Regions from separate parts of the Mus musculus genome. Here region 1 is linked to region 2. A link is a contact called in public promoter capture Hi-C data. All regions are on one chromosome and are shown on one strand. Each heading gives the region's core, a stretch centred on a gene start, on an enhancer-like site or on the middle of the called end of the contact. The rest is flanking DNA. Distances are from core to core; before and after follow the strand shown.

The links. Promoter capture Hi-C pulls out the DNA fragments that hold promoters and counts their contacts.
Region 1: a promoter capture Hi-C map of liver shows a contact between it and region 2, with 5 times the contacts expected there. The contact joins the promoter of Macir here to the promoter of Fam174a in region 2. A contact is called at or near these places in 4 of 39 promoter capture datasets (the C10 cell line, cranial neural crest, liver and 1 more) and 1 of 115 datasets of contacts at active chromatin or transcription factors (astrocytes).

Annotation. Positions count from the first base shown.
Region 1 is chr1:97,660,721-97,663,420 of GRCm38.p6, reverse strand. It overlaps Macir (macrophage immunometabolism regulator), which reads left to right and starts at 1,403. Exons shown (of 3, transcript NM_133825.3): 1 at 1,403-1,590.
Region 2 is chr1:95,312,186-95,314,885 of GRCm38.p6, reverse strand. It overlaps Fam174a (family with sequence similarity 174, member A), which reads right to left and starts at 1,258. Exons shown (of 3, transcript NM_026321.4): 1 at 636-1,258. The coding sequence starts at 1,069.

The DNA.
Region 1 (2,700 bases), core at 154-2,653, 2.3 Mb before region 2:
TCTTAAAAAAATTATGAGTTCAGACAAAATGAAACTAAGCTTCTTGAAATAATTTGTAATGTTTCCGAGGTAGTTTTATAAGAACGAACATCAGAATACACTGCTGTGATAAATGTTCAAATCTGAAAATACTTGGAGCATCTTCTACTAAGGTACCCATGGTGGTGGGGCGGGGAGGGGGGGGCACAAAACAACTGAACAAATAAATATAAAACAAAATTTAATCACTTGAGCATTCAATACCTGTACAGTGTACTAGGGTCTATCTATATTTGATAAGTTACATGAATATCATGTTGGGGAAGAGTAACTGAGAACATTCATGAATCTGGCCTCTTCCTTCCTTTTTCTGATACTTACATCAGAGCATATGAGAAGCAATTGAGTAAGTGTCCTTCAGTTGCAGAGAAACCAGAAGCCACATCTTGGAGCCAGAGTGTATTTATTAACCTTGGTAATTTGGGGGACATATATAGACTCTGGAACATGAACTATTTGCTTTAAGTTTGTATTAGTCTAGATGAAATGTATGACTTTATGTTCAGATAAAGCACCGTTTAAAAGGCCACACAATGCAGGAACCTGAATTTAAATTTATAAATACACAAACAGCTCAGCTATATGAAAGGTCTGTGACTTCAAGGATGTAACTCATGTTTTCTGTCTTAAAAATGTGGACTAGCACAGTTGAGAGCTGCAAACTTGGGAATGTGCGTCAAAAGGGTTGGCACCTAGAGCTAAATAAATATCAGCAAATATTTGTAATGCTGCATTGACCACTTCGGCAGGGGAGTGGCATATGGACTGAGAAAAGAAAATCTTGTTGGGATGGCACCTCATCCCTGTAATCCCAGCGCTCTGGAGACTAAGGCAGAACGGTTCTCCGGAGCTTAAGTCCGGCCTTGGGTACAGAGTGAGACCTTGTAAAGACAGAACAGGAAGGAAGCTAGAAAGGAAAAGAGAAGAGAAACAAGTGACTCAGAATTTAGTCTTCACCCCGCCCCCATATTTAGTTGTTGACATTTATTATTATTATTATTTATTATTATAGTATAATTTTAACTTCATGGGCTTCTGCTCTTCTCAACTTCTGATCAGCAGAAACTCAAAAATCACAGCCATCCCCACAGAGTTTAGCACACCGCTCTGTGGGAGCGGCCCGCATTGTCAGGCCTGTGAGCTGCGGCTCCCCGGAGGGTGCGGCGGACTTTGGTCCGGGAGCAGTGTGGCATCACGCCGCCGCCTCCCGTCCCCGCAACAGCCTCCGGTTCTGCGCTCTCACGCCGCCGGCCCAGCCGCCCGCCCAGCCGAGCGTGCGAGCCTGGCGCAGGAGGCGGGCTCTGCGCTTCCCGGCCTCGCCTCCGCAGCCCGCGGGAGGAGGCGGGAAGGCGGGCGGAGGCGGGGGAGGAGGCGGGACTACGGCGGGCCGTAGCTGGCGCCGAGCGCGGTGGGAGAGCAGCGGGTACCCGGCTGGCTCCGCTGGCGGCCTCTGCCCACACCTCGGCGCCGCAGCCCCGCGCCTCGCCCGCCCTTGGCTTCGGGGTCTGCGGCTGCCGGCCATAGAGGAACCGGCGGAACCCTGGACGACCGGTACGTTGGACGGGGAGCGCCACTCCTCCTGCAACCTTTTGTGCTGCAGAGGTGGTGGCGGGGATGGGTGGGGTACGCGCGTGAGTGTGGGTGCCCCAGTCAGCGAGCCACTGTGCCAGCCCCAGGCACGGCGCCGCCCCTTCCTCCTCGCCTCGTGTCCCGGCCGGGCGCGCGGTGTGTGCGCAGCGCAGGGAAGCCCCGGGCCGCGCCGGCCTCCGCGATGGCTGATGGCTCGGTGACACCGGGGCTGCGAGCGGCGCTGGTCCCTGAGCCTTGGTGCGAATGGCTGGCGTGGTGGTGGGGGGACTGGAGCCTGGGGTGGGGCCCGAGCGGGGTGCGAGAGCCCGCAGCTTCCTGGCACAGGGGTGGGGCCGGCGACGCGGGAGTGTGCGGCGCGGGTGAGTGTGCGGGGGCGTGCGCCCCGTGCGCGCGCGGCGAGCGAGCGAGCGAGCGGACGGACCGGCGGGCGGGCGGGCGTGCGCTCGCCGCCGACATGCGGTGCGGGGACTCTGCGACCCGGAGCGACGCTCCCGCGGTGCCAAGGTGCGGAAGTCTGAGCGCGTCGGCGCGCGCCAGCTAGGCGGCTCGCCCTACCCGCAGCGCCAGGCGGCAGGCCCGGCGGAGGCCCATTGAGAAGTAACGCTCGCCCGGCTTGCCGCGCCTCTGGCCCCAACGGTGTACAAGCCGCGGCTGCGGGCTACAGATAGCGGCGGGAGACAGCCCCTGGCGACCTTATCTCGGCCACCAGTGCGCGCTGCACCCCGCGGGCGAGGCCGAGGCCGGTGCGGCGGCTGGTGACGGACAGACGGACCGGCGGTGGCGGAGGAGCGCCTGTGGACTGGGGAATCGCGGCCGGGCGCTGGCCAGAAACTAAGGCGGCAGATGTCTCGGGCACCGCCACCCTCGCCCCACCTGTCGCTGGTGGACTTTGGGGCGGGTGGGAAGCCTAGGAAAGGGCGCCTGGCAGCGGCCGGCGCTCAGACCTTGAGAAGCGGCCCATTGTGAAGCTGCCAAAGTCGCTCTAGTGGTGGAATCTGCAAATCTCGGCCAGGAAGGAACCCAGTTCGCGAAGGGAAGGACAGCCGCGTGCTTTCCCCCTGGCAAGTGTCT
Region 2 (2,700 bases), core at 9-2,508:
ATCTGCTCTCATTTTAGGGAAAGGGAAACCACAGTTGTTCTCTTGGCTAGCTAGCCCCTTCTGCTTGGGGGTCTTCCTCTATGTGACACCTCTCCAGAGATGTGGCGCCCAATTAATTGAGGACAATTTAACTTTGGGATAGATTAAGGGCACCATCTAAGAAACATAATTGGCAAGTTTTGCAAAAGTGAAACATCCAATCAGGACTTTGTGCGCTACTTTTATGGTACCCTGCCTCAGAAATAGGAGTGCATTCTAACAGGCAAAACGTGTTAGTTACACCAACTGCAGAGTAGTGAGAGAAGTATTTCACCGCACTGTAATCAAAATTCCTGGGGATGGAAGAGCACTTCTACTTCAGGGTCTGTGAAGGCAGAGGCAAGCCTCAGAGAGCAAGATGCTGAGGTTAGGCTACTGATTTCTAAAGGAAAGGCAACAGCTTGTGTCACCAGCTAAGGCAGCACAGGCCATTAAGACAGCCAACCAGATGGTCTTAGATTCCAGTTCCTGACGCTGGGGCGGGGGCAGGGGTTAAGTCAAGCCCAGGTCACAGACATTGTCCCTGCTTCACGGAGCAGGTCACCTGTCAGCCAGGTCTAGGCTGCAAGGGGGTGCCCATCGAGGCTGTGCCTCACCTGACGGTCCTGACCACGAAGTACACCAGCACCGCGGCGCTCACCACCACCAACACGGTCAGGGCCCGCTGGGTCATGGGTTTGTCGCCAGGACTGGGACTCACGGCCAGGCTGCCACCCTGGGAACCTTCTCCGGCCTTCCCTTCGAGGCCGTCCGCCTCAGACCCCGCCCCGGGGATGCTGTCATTGCGGCTCTCCGCGCCTGGCAGCCCGGCAGCATCAGACTGAGCTTGGCCCCGAGGCTGGGCCGCGGTGGGGCCCGGAGGAAGCGGCGACAGCGTGTGCGGCCCGGGCTTGGGAGACTTGGACTCCTGCACCTCCCTGACCACCATCGACGGTACCGCCCCGGACCCGCTCAGAGCGGGCAGCAACAACAACACGAAGGCCGGAGCCAGGAAGTGGCAAGGCCCGGAGCAGCCGCGCGGGGTCGGCATGGTCTCCACGCCGGCCTCTCAGCACGCCGCAGCCGCCGGGCCGGCCTCCCGGTCCGCAGCGCCGACCATGGGCGCGCCGGAACCGCAGAGCCGACTCTCCGGAGGAGAGCGGGTGGCTGAGACTGCGCCGGGTGGCTTCGGCGGCGGCGGCGGCAGCAGCCTGCCGGGACAACCGGAAGTTCGTACATCCCCGCAGCCACTGCTGCTACGGACGCCTCCGGTTGCTAATATGTAGGGGCGGGCTGCGCTCAGTGACGTCAGAGGTTCGAGCCTATTGCGCACGCGTAGCTGTGGGACGCTCTGAGAGGTCCCAACTAGGTTTTCCATGTTTCAGGAGTGTTCCTAATAGTGAAAAGGCTTGGGCCAGAGTGGGTAACCTGAACAAGATGAACAGTTATGCCTACAGTTCTTTCCAAGTGGGGAAACGGGAGCAATAGGAAACTCGATTTAATTTCCTTGATGTCAAACTTCATAACTACATCTAATCAGTAAACACTTCCTCTCAGTTCCCTCAGGAGGATCACAAACTTTAAAGAGAGCTTTTTCTAGCTGTAAGGGTATCGACTATTCTTGGAATCCCTTTCTTTGGAAAATGTAAAGTTGTTTATTCAGGTTTTCCCCCTTTAAAGTGTAAATATTTGTAAAAACCTCTCTTGTCAATTTCCAGAGACCTACAGTCATCCTTTTGAAATAAAACCAACAAGAAAATTGTGCCCCTGTTAACTAGTTTTTGCTATGGGCTGCCTCAAGCTGCAAAACTATCCCTGAACTTATGGAAGAGAGAAAGTTTGTATATTACCTTAGCAAATACCTGGGGCTGTGATCTGCCTACTCTAGTTTACTTTACAGAACTTGAACTCCAAATTTAGTTCTCTTACATTTGAATAATGTTGCCTTTATCTAAGATTTCCATCAAGTAACACTGAGAAAAACCAGACACCTGCCTGGGGCATTGGAGCATGGGTTGTGTATAAATATGATTAGTTCTTTCTTGAGCTTTCTTTCAGTCTATTATAAACAGATTTTTTAAAAGGCTTTCTCAGACATCTGTCAAGAGTCAGCTGTTTAAGGGTCTGGAACTGCAATTTAGTCCATGTCCTGGAAACTATTAGGATTACCCTGAAGACACTGCAGTAGCTATAGAGGACCTCTAAAATCACAGCTGAAGACATGTTCTAGACAGCCTGTTCCAATCTTAAAATGCAGAACGTCACAAGACAGGTATCTGTGAATTCTACTTAATTTTGCAGGCATTTTCAAACAAGAGCTGAAGTATTTCCCTTGTGAGGGTTAACAAAACTTCATTTTATGCTAAGCATCCAACTTGGTACCCATTAGCCATTTGTCTCTGACTCCAGTCCCTTGAAGATAAGCTCCCAGTAACCTGGACTCAGTGACCACATACAGAAATGCACAGCCATGGCATTATGATATGACTAGCTGCTTTTTTAATTGTGTAATTTACTTATGCAGATACCCAAAGATTGTTTGGCCTTGCCCACGTAAGCTTGGCAGAAAAGACCAGTATTTGGTTATTTGCATAAATATTGAAGATCTTGTGGTTTTGTCTTTAAAAAGCCTTTCCCCATACCACTCCTCACAACATGCATGAGCTTGGGCTTTAAGACTAT